Regions from separate parts of the Mus musculus genome. Here region 1 is linked to region 2. The links are chromatin contacts, called in public promoter capture Hi-C maps. All regions are on one chromosome and are shown on one strand. Each heading gives the region's core, a stretch centred on a gene start, on an enhancer-like site or on the middle of the called end of the contact. The rest is flanking DNA. Distances are from core to core; before and after follow the strand shown. Region 1 holds the start of Fcsk (fucose kinase). Region 2 holds the start of Il34 (interleukin 34).

Region 1 (5,363 bases), core at 2,447-4,946, 97 kb before region 2:
TTTCTAACCACCTACAGCATCCTAGATACTGTCCTAGAACCTGAAGCAGGGAACAATCCAAAAATCCTGCTTTAGAGAGGAGAAAGATATATTGACAGTAATAATGGCTGAGCTTCCCTCGACGCCAACACCACTGCTTACTATGGAGTCAAAGCTGCATAAAAATTACAGGCATTGGGAATTACCGTTAACTCATTTTACAGACAGAGACAGAAAGACACGGCTACGTGACTGGCCAAGTTACAGTACACCCCCCCATTCCCGCTGGAACTGACTCTGTGTCCTCCCAGGCTCCTTGGTTCAGGACAGCAAATGCAGAAAGCACATTCTTGTAAGAAGAACTCAAATACAGGGCGAGCTCATGTTCTCCTTGCCGGTCCTCGTCTGTACCCCATAGCCGGCTCTGCCCCATGATGGGTTCACTGCAAGTCTTGCTCCTTTACATGTTTTAGGTATGTTTGGGGTCCCAGGGTCTCTTGCATGCTAAGCAAGTGCTCTAGTACTAAGCTACACCAGCAAAGAAAGCCATGATGCATTGCTTCCTTCTTTCCGGAGGAGAGTCTCAGATCCAGGCTGTAACCATGGCTGCACTAGAACTGCTGATTCAGTCTCCACCTCCCGTGATGCAGGATGTAAAAATATTTTTAATTTCATGTCTGTGTGTTCTGTTCTAGTCACGGTTCTACGGCTGTGCAAAGGCAACTTTGATAAAGGAAAGCATTTAATTGGGAGCTTGCTTTACTCTTTCAGAGGCTTAGTTCACTATCATTATGGCAGGGAGCATGATGGCTCTCAGGCAGCCATGGCCCTGGAGCTGAGAGCTCTACATCCTGATCTCCAAGCAAAGGGAGTAAGAACAGACCTGGCTTGGGCTTTTGAAACCTCAAAGCCCACCCAGTGACACACTTCCTCCAACAAGACCACACCTCCGAATCCTTCTAATCCTTCCAAACAGCTAGTGACTATATAGCATTCACATATATGAATCTATAGGGGACATTCTCATTCAGCCCACCATATTCCACTTCCTGGGCCCTAAAGACTCGTAGCCATATCATAACGCAAGATGCATTAAATCCAACTTTAAAACCACCAGTAATCTTTTACAGTCTCAACACTGCTTAAAGTCCAAATCTTTTCTGAGAGTCATGGCCACCTCTCTCTCTCAGATTTATTTATTTATTTTATGTATATGAGTACACTGTAGCTGTACAGATGGTTGTGAGCCTTCATGTGGTTGTTGGGAATTAAATTTTTAGGACCTCTAATTGCTCTGGTCAACCCTGCTCGCCCCGGTTGGCCCCACTCGCTCAGTCGCTACTTATTCCGACCCAAAGATTTATGTATTTACTATTATACATAAGTACACTGTAGCTGACTTCAGACACACCAGAAGAGGGTGTTAGATCTCATTACGGGTGGTTGTGAGCCACCATGTGGTTGTTGGGATTTGAAATCAAGACCTTCAGAAGAGCAGTCAAAGCTCTTACCCACTGAGCCATCTCCCCAGCCCCTCAAGACCTTCTCTTAACCACAAGCCCCTGTAACATCAAAGTCAAAGAGCAAATCGCACAATTCCAACATACAATGGCACAAAATATATGTTACTATTCCAAAAGAGAAGAAAGGGTGCATGGTGAGGAAGTGCTGGGCCAGAGCAAGGCCAAAAGCCAGCGAGGCAATTTTGAGTTTGTTCTCTTTTCCCACCTTTACCTGGGCTATGCAGGGGAGGATAACTTTGAATTCCCGATCCCCCTACCACCCGAGAGCTGGGATTCCAGGCCTGTGCCACCCCATCCAGCCTTAGAGAAGGTCACGAAGGAAGTTCATTACTGTGCAAATATATCAACCATATTCTAATTAAAACCTCCATAAAACATAAAACCCTAAACAGGGATGCTGAAGTGATTTCCAGTTCTGGGTTATGGCAAACAATGCTGTCACGCACAGCTTTTGCAAAGCTTTGCTGCAAAGTTTTCCACTGTAGAGTTGGAAGTTTCTTCCAGAAGGATCCACCTGAGAAAAACAGGGACGTTTCCTGTCAATGCAATTCTAGCTGCCTATGTTCCCTCCTCAGCAACAATGGCGAGCCAGCCTCTGCTTCTTCACAGCTCCTGAGGAAAATAGTGGCTTTGGGCTTCTGCCAGGGGAAAGAAATAAAAATGTTAAGAGAAAAGAAGAAGGGAAAGAAAAGAGAATCTGAAGAAATTGGGTCATGGTGGCACACGCCTTTAATCCCAGCCTTGGGGAAGCAGAGGCAGGTGAATCTCTGAGTTTGAAGTCAGCTTGGTCTCTGGAGTGAGTTCCAGGACAGCCAAGGCTACACAGAGAAACCCTGTCTTAAAAAAAAAAAAAAAATCTGAAGGATATGGTGGTGAGTTCGTACAATCCTAGCACTCTGGAGACTGAAGTAGGAGGAGTTTGAATGAGGGCCAGCCTGGGCTACATAGGAAGATCCTATCTAAAAAAAATAAAAAATAAAACAAAACAAAACAACCAAAAAACAGGTGGAGAGATGGATCAGCAGGTGGCTGCTCTTCTAGAGGACTTGGGTTTGATTCCCAGCACCCACATGGTGGTCACAATGGTCTTTAATTCTAACTTCTGGGAATCCAATACCTGCTGGCAACCTCTTCTGGAATGCACGAGGTGCAGACACACATGCAGGCAAAACACTCAGGCACATAAAATGATGGCATTGACGGTAATAATAAAAGCAAAGTCATTTTCATAATTATTCATTTTTATTTTCATATGCATTGGTGTTTTGCCTGCATTGGTGGTTTATGTCTGTGTGAGGATGTTGTGATCTGCCTGGTCCTCTGGAAGTGCAGTGAGTGCTCTTAACTAGTGGAGCTATCTCTCCAGTCCCTAAAATAATAACTTTTTAAAAATCCTTCTTAAGCGGGCTGTGGTGGCACATGCTTTTAATTCCAGCACTTGGGAGGCAGAGGCAGGTGGATTTCTGAGTTCGAGGCCAGCCTGGTCTACAGCATGAGTTCCAGGACAGCCAGGGCTATACAGAGAAACCTTGTCTCGAAAAACCAAACAGAAAACAAAAAACAGAAAAAAACAAACAAACCCCAAAACCCCCATCCTTTTTAAAAGGTCAAAATAAAGGGATTGGAGAGATGGCTCAGCAGTTAAGTTCTTCCAGAGGTTCTGAGTTCAATGCCCAGCCACCACGGGATGGCTCACAACCATCTGTTATGGGATTCGATGCCCTCTTCTGGTGTGCATGAAGACAGCTACAGTGTACTCATATTCAATCAATCAATCAATCAATCATTCAATTAATCAATAGTTAAGAAAGACTTAGCTTTAATAAAAAGTATTTTAAAAGGTCAAAATTACAGCCAGGCGATGGTTGCACACACACTCAATAGGCAGAGGAAGGCAAATGAGTTCCTGGACAGTGAGGGCTACAAAGAGAAACCCTGTCAAAACAAAACAAAACAAAACAATCAAAATATACTTTTACCTTGTACCCGAGTCACAACAAACAAACAAACAAACAAACAAACAAACAAACAAACAAAGAAACAGTTGGCCAGTGTCTTTAAGACACCTGTTCTCTCTGGAAATTTGTATATTTAGCACTCCTTGTAAGTTTGAGAACTTTGTCCTTTCAGTAAGGCGGGGCTGCGAGTAGGTTCTGAGGACTCTGGCGGGAGGCCGAATGAACTCCATTTCCCAGGGTGCGCCGCGCTGCATGCGCAGCCGCGTTAAAGAGCCGGCTCTGCGAGCGCTGGGCGGACGCAGGTATGTGGGTCCGCGGGGTCTTCAGTTCCACTGTAGTTTGGGGCGCCTTCCTGCGGGTTTCCCAGATCTCTGCCGTCGCCCCCAGCGCTAGTTAGCTGCAGGGGACCTCTGTAGTGCAGTCTTCTCTTGATCTGGGTTTTCAGAGGGAACCCCCACGACTTGCGGACACCTGGCACACCGAGCGACATTCCCTTGAGCCAGGGAGCTCTAGATGCCAGCGCTGCTCTGATTTTGATTTGAGTCGTTTTCCTGCCTCAGTTTACCCCACTGGGTACACATTGTATGAACGTATTGTTTACTATCTGGTTTTACTTCCAGCCAACTTCTTTCTGCCTCTTGTTCTTCAAAAAGCTGCAAATTAGAGTCTCCTGGGCCTGCCTCTCTCTCTCTCTCTCTCTCTCTCTCTCTCTCTCTCTCTCTCTCCCTCTCTCTCTCTCTCTCTCTCTCTCTCACTCACTCACACACACACATACATTCAACTTTTAAAGTTTTTAAAATGCTGAAATGTGCGTAGTCCCTACCTATACCATCTTTGTTCAATGAGCAGATTATGAGCTGGCATAGTGGCCCAGGCCTGTAAACCTAGTATTGGGAAGTGGAGGCAAGAAGATGGAAAGTTTGAGGCCAACTAAGGCTGCATAATATGAGCCTGTCTTAAAAATATGTACTTGGAGTGTGCGTGCGTGTATGCATAAGGGGCCTTATTTTATCATCCCTGGGTATGCTCACTCTCCTGCAATTTTCCTGAGGTTTCCTAGCACTGGAAAGCAAACAGAACTAAAAAAAAAATCAACCAACCAAAAATCCTTGACTAGATGAATTGGTGTAAGCTTTTAGCCAGGTTTGCTTTGTAGGACTATGTCGTAACTAAAAAAGAAAAGAAAAAAAAAAAAAAAAGACATAAAAAGTTCCAGTCCTCAAAACTCCAACTTGGATTGAGCAAATGAAGCTCTGTGAAAATGGGCAGAGTGCTGCTATAATTTCTTCTCTGTATTCTAAGATCACTGTGCAAATGCCACGTGTGACAACCCAGGACCATTCCTCCCTGTGACTGAGAACATAGACACGGGGACACACCCAGCTATTTATGCTAGCTCTACCTGACCTTAGGCAGCCTGCTTATTCTTTAAGCCAGGCTTCCTTTATGCCTGTGGTGTGATAAGATCACCTATTAGGACTGGTGAATGGCTCCTGTGAGCTGTCACTACAATGCCGTTGGCTAGGTGCCTGAGAAACACTCCTTAAGTGTTAGTTACTCTCCTGGCTGATCTGACTGGGAAAACTCCATAGCCTTGCTTGACTTCTTGAGACTTTTCCAGATCTTCCCCTACCCTCACCCAGCAACCCCATATTATTCAGAGTTGTCTAAATTTGCTTTTCTATCGCTGTGATAAAACTACCAAAAGCAACCTGGCGGGGAGAAGGGAGGGTATATGTTTTATACTTCCCGGTCAGGAACCCCAGGCAGGTATTTGGAGCAGGAATCGTGGAGACATGCTGCTTACTGGTTTGCTTTCTTGCTTGCTCAGCCCTTTCTTATATGACCCAGGGGCTCTCTTAGATGCCTCGGGATGGGGCCCGCACACAGTGGCGTAGGCCCC
Region 2 (5,395 bases), core at 2,479-4,978:
CACTGCCTTTTAAGAGCTGGAGAACTGAAGGCATGGACCAGAACCGCACTTTGGAGTCCAGATACCATCCTCTGAATCTCTAATCATGGCCTGGGTCGGGCATTAGGAACCTCCCTCAGTGTTGCTGGGAATTGAGCCTCAGCTGTTGTGAGCATAGGTCTTTGAATTGCATTGGGGATACCAAGTTCATTTTTCACCTAACTGCATCCCTGACTCGATGGCATCAGACTGGGACTCTGGCTTCAGTGCCAGCATTCCGTGGCTCTTTACTAAGGTCTGACGGAGGTACTCCTAATGCAGTAGCAGCTGTGTAAGGAGAAACAGAAAAGACCCAGAATCAAGGTTTGTCCACTGAGCCTGCACTGCCTATTGGTTGGTTAATTACCAGGGAAAGGAAGGACAGTTCTTCAAGGACAAGGTGAAGGATTGAGTATGGAAGAGGAGCTACTGCCCAAGGACCTATAAATGATGTTAGCAGGAGTCACCACTCCTGACACTTGGCCCAACCCTTGGGTACAAACACAGGCAGACCTTTCTTTGCATTCCAGGTCAGCTAGGGATCTATGCAGTGAGACCCTGTTTAAAATACACAAACTCACAAAACGTTTCTAACAAATAGGTGAGGCCGAATGACTTGTTTAAGGGGACACCGTGGCTCTTGGAGTGCATTGAGCAAGCAGGTAAATAGGGAACTGCCTTAGCCTTGTCAGAGAGGCTACTGGGGACTGAGAAAAGGAGGGTCAAGTCAGGACCCTGAGTCATTGGTTTACTCCTCCCTCTGTAAATCCCCTGCTACTTGGATCTAAGAAACTGCCGAGCGGCCTTCGCTTTCCCCTGACCTCACGGGGCAGAGGGTTTGCAGATGTTGCTTCCTTTGGAAGATCTCTTGCCAAGAATAGCATTCCTGTGGGGAGGGGGTTCTAGTTGGCCTGCTCCTGGAATGTTGCTGTTTTGGGTTTGTATAAAATGTATTGCTAGCAGGACATCTGCTGGAGCTGGGGGTGGAACTCCTGGTTCCCTGGCTCACAGGGAGAGAGAGAGGGCTGATAGCCAGGATGTTGGCTGCTCCCAGCCTTTCTTGAGAGCCGGAAATGCTGAGGTATCTTTTTCTTTCATCCACCCGGGCTTTCCGGATCTGTTAATTCCTTGCTTCTGTTTTCTATTCAAAGTAGAAATGCCGTGTTTGCATGAGTCACCCAGTCCCTCATCTACATATGAAATACTGTATATGTGTGTATATTTTAAGTTTATGCATGCTTAAGATTAATATCTTGAAAGCTTGTTCAAAAAATGCTGTGGGAGAGCAGATTGTTCAGTGTGGGGCACATGGTAGCAATTCAGTGAGCACTTAGACCTGTGGCTGTTGGTTTTTGTATTTGGGGTCCTGAGTTCTAGTGAACTGAAGACAGCACAAGCCAGCAGAGCTGTTTCTTGGGAAACTTGAAAAGCCAGCATTGGAAATGCTATCCCTAGGTTGGAGGGGAGGGTGTGGATAACCTGACATTCCCCCACTCGGGACCGTGAGCATAGTCTTGAAGCCTTGAACCTAGAAGAACTTAGGGCCATGTCTGATTTCCTCAGGTCAGAAAGCTTGGGAACTTGTGGGGTGGGGGGACCCAGGAAATCCCAAGTCTAAAAGCAGAGGCAGGGTTGACAGTCAATGTGTCACATTGGGAAATGAGAAGAAACATAGAAACGTGTCACCATGGCTCTTGACCCAGCTCAAACATAGAACTTGTCTAGGTATCAGAATAGACACCTGGTAACCCACCCAAGATCCTTTTGAGTATTTCTGAGTCTGGTGTAATCAGACCTAAACCTCACTAGCTGTGACTAGTGTTTGTTCAAAGCAAAACAGCAAGCATTAGTTGAGTTTGGAAGTTACAGCTTTAGAAAACAGACAGATGAACATCTGCCTTGAGGTGGCTGAAGGGCTGTCTTCACCATACCCTGCCGGAATCCAGAGGTGGCCAGCCTCTGTTTCTGGCCCTTTCCTGGCTCTCACATTTGCAACCCACAGAGCCACCCAGCAGGCACAGCCCCTTCTGAGAGACTAATTGTTGAGATTTCCCTTGTTGGGTTTTGTTTTTACATTTTACTTAGTGGGCATATATAGACATGTACATAGTCTCTTCCATGTGGGACTTTCAGATCAAACAGGTTTTCAGGCTTGGCAGCAAGTTCGTTTACTGGCTGCATCATCTCGCCAGCCCAAGAGTTGGTCTTTGATAAGGTTTAGGAAGAGTTTCATAGACTCCTTTTGAAAGGCCGGAGTAACGTGTGTGAATGGGACAAGTGCTAATATTTACTACGGGCTTCAGGGACTGGTGCTGTCCGAGAGACACACTGGGGACTCTGGCCTTTAGGTAGGCCAGGCTGTAACTAGAGAAGGCAGCTTTGCTCGTGAAGCTTGGAGAAACATCTGCAAGAGGCCATGTGGCAAAGAAATCTGTGGAAAAGCAGTTGACAGTGGAGTCTGATGACTTACTTGAGTGTGGCTGTGGTAACAGGAGGGTTGGCTGTCCTGAGCTCTGCAAGACCTGATGCCATCTTCATCCTGAATCAGCAGCCTATAAATTGAGCACTTGGAGGAAAGAAAGGACAGCACACCAGGTCCAGAGGCTCTGAAGAGTGGCATCTTGTGGCTGTGTCCCCATCTCTACCTCTTCTGTCTGACAGGATAGCCTTGACAGAGCTTTTGTGGAGGGCCTTTGTGGTGTGGTCCCAGTAGCCACTGCAAGGGGGGATGGAGAGTTAGCTGGGTGCATACCAGTGTGGGCACATTGTCTTCCTGCAAGTTCAGGGAATCCAGTTCTCTCAATCTAATTAAGAACGCCTTTCTTGAACAACACCATTCATTAGCATTTAGAATAGGGCAAGCCCTTGTGTCCAGATCAGCATTCCCAGACTAAGCTGTGTGGAGTCCCTTGAGTGGCCCTTTACTGAGAGAGGCTGTGTTTAAGTTGAGGAAAGCTAGTCTTCCTCCCTTGTTGATAACGATGCCTTCAAAACACCACCACTACCATTGCTATGTCTAGGTGGAAGAGCTGAAGGATCTTTCAGGGGATGGAAGTCACCACCTGTAACTACTCCAAAGACAGTCATAAAATTAGGGAAGAGTGGTGGCACAAGCCTATAATCATAGCACTATAAAGTCAATCTCTAGACTAATTTGAAGCTAGCCTGGGCTATACTGGGATACTAAAAGGTTGGCAAAGAAAGAGATGTTGTCCCAGCTGCACAGGGCCTTGTCACTATTACCAGGAAAGCAAAAGTGGCTATGTCTGCAGGTGTGGCTCAGAGTCTTCAGAGGTTCCCATGAGGGTTGTCTCAGGCTTTGGTGTTAGACCTCAGTAAGCAGCTGTGTGTGTTCTTGGGTAAACTACCTCCCTGCGCTCAGGTCTTGTCTGTAGACAGGTTAACAAGCCAAACAAACAAACCAAAAAAACAACAAAAAAAACCTCTCCTAGGTCCCATCAGCTGTACTCAATTTTGTAATGAAAGAGGTATTCCAGGTATTAAAGAGAGGACCTGGAATTTTCCCCTAAAAACCAGTTCAATCTACATAGAAACTAAAGATACCCCAGATTCTAGAGACACCCCATATTCACCCTCAGGGCTGTCCCCTTGCCTTGACTGACTGTGCTTGATGCTCCCTCCTACTCCACACTCCAAGACAGGCTGGGGCCATGTGGCCCCGCCCCACCCTGCCCTTGTTAGCTCCGGTTCTAGAAACAAATCTGAGCTGCTGTAGCGTGTGTCCCCCGCCCTCCGAGAAGACTGTAGGCTGAACACACAACAGCCTGTCCCACACAGCATTTACTGCCACAGCCCCCAAGGCACCTGCTCCAGGCCTTGAGCTGCTCAAAGCTTCCGGCGACGGCGACTGTAGAAGCCCACATCCTGGCAGGTGAGCAGGTAAGCAGAATGGATGGGTTTCTTTCACAAGGCTGCTCCCTCCCCGTCGCAGTCTCTGAGGGCCGATTTAACAGGCAGAGAGACTTGAGCCCCAGTCGATAAGGTGCTGGCTAAGAAGCTCTGAAATGGTATGAACTCTGCTGCGGGGTTTTTTTTTTTTTTTAATTTTTTTTCATCCAATGATTTCGCAGCCTTGCGGGAGAAAAATAGAGCTGTATAACTTATCAAATTGACTTACCTGTGCTTCCGTCCTGGTTCTGTCAGTTGGCAAATGCAATCTCTGAGTGCTTTTGGCTTCCTGGAACTGAACATTGCTTTAGCTCTTTATACCTTATTGTGCCATGTGCATGAATTATTACTTGTATAAACTTCCTTGTCAAAAATTAATTGAGGCTAGCTGGCATGGTGAGGCACTCTGGAATGCCAGCACATGGGAGGTGGAGGTGGGAGAATTAGTCACCCTTGGTTACTTAGCAAGTTCAAGGCCAGCCTCAAATTAAAAAAAAAAAAAAAAACTTTAAAAGAAAGGAAAACACAGGGCAGGGAGAGAAGTGTTTGCAGGGTGCTGAGGACCTGAGTTCTTTCTCTAGAACGTGTGTGAAGAAACACTGGGCATGGTGGCATGTTTGTAATCCCTGTGCTGGGGAGGTGGGGACAGGTGGATTCTTGGGGCTTGCAGGCTGGGCAGTCAAGCCTGCTTGGCTAGTTCCAGGCCAATGAGAGACCCTGTCTCAAAGAAAGGTGGGCAGTGACTAAAGGAATGGCACATAAAGTGATTCTCTGCCCTCTGCATTGCAACACACACACACACACACACACACACACACACACACACATACACACGGAGAGGGGGGAGGGAGAGAGAGAGAGATTGCATAGGTGAGCCAGTGTTTTAGAAATTATAATGAAGTGCTTCTACTTTTACACTTTGCTTTTTGTTTGTTTGTTTTGGGTTTTTTTTTGTTGTTGTTGTTGGGTTTTTTTGTTTTTGTTTTGGGTTTTTTTTTTTTTGAGACAGGGTTTCTCTGTGTCGCCCTGGCTGTCCTGGAACTCACTCTGTAGACCAGGCTAGCCTCGAACTCAGAAATCTGCCTGCCTCTGCCTCCCGAGTGCTGAGATTAAAGGTGTGCACCACTGCCCGGGTTTTTGTTTTTGTTTTTTTTTAATTAAACAGGGTCTTACTGTATAGCCCTGGCTGCCCTGGAACTTGCTATGTCGACCAGGCTAGCTTCAAACTCTGCCTGCATCTGCCTCTACACCTGGCAATAACCATTATTTTAACAATCTACGTGGCGTTGGCCACATTCACAAACTCATCTCAGAATGTCTTTGGTCCCAGTGAAGTTCAGTTGTTCTTAGAATGTTTTTGCAACCAGCAACTTGGCCTCCGTGGAGGACTGTGAAAATAAATTCCATCTCAATGAACATATTCAAACCGCCACGCCACCTCAGCCGCCTTCCACAGCATAGACCTAGG

What was found. Capture Hi-C pulls out chosen DNA fragments and counts their contacts.
Region 1: a contact with region 2 is called in a promoter capture Hi-C map of pancreatic islet. The contact joins the promoter of Fcsk here to the promoter of Il34 in region 2. A contact is called at or near these places in 12 of 39 promoter capture datasets (the 3T3-L1 cell line, 3T3-L1-derived adipocytes, cranial neural crest and 8 more), 1 of 484 Hi-C or Micro-C datasets (spermatogonial stem cells), 2 of 115 datasets of contacts at active chromatin or transcription factors (intestinal crypt epithelium and pancreatic cancer cells) and 4 of 9 other capture datasets (adipose tissue, embryonic stem cells, liver and 1 more).

Annotation. Positions count from the first base shown.
Region 1 is chr8:110,900,821-110,906,183 of GRCm38.p6, reverse strand. Fcsk (fucose kinase) reads left to right here and starts at 3,696. Exons shown (of 24, transcript NM_172283.3): 1 at 3,696-3,762.
Region 2 is chr8:110,804,257-110,809,651 of GRCm38.p6, reverse strand. Il34 (interleukin 34) reads left to right here and starts at 3,728. Exons shown (of 7, transcript NM_001135100.2): 1 at 3,728-3,918. It overlaps Gm15895 (a long non-coding RNA gene), which reads right to left and starts at 4,456. Exons shown (of 2, transcript XR_003947455.1): 1 at 4,157-4,456; 2 at 1-2,734.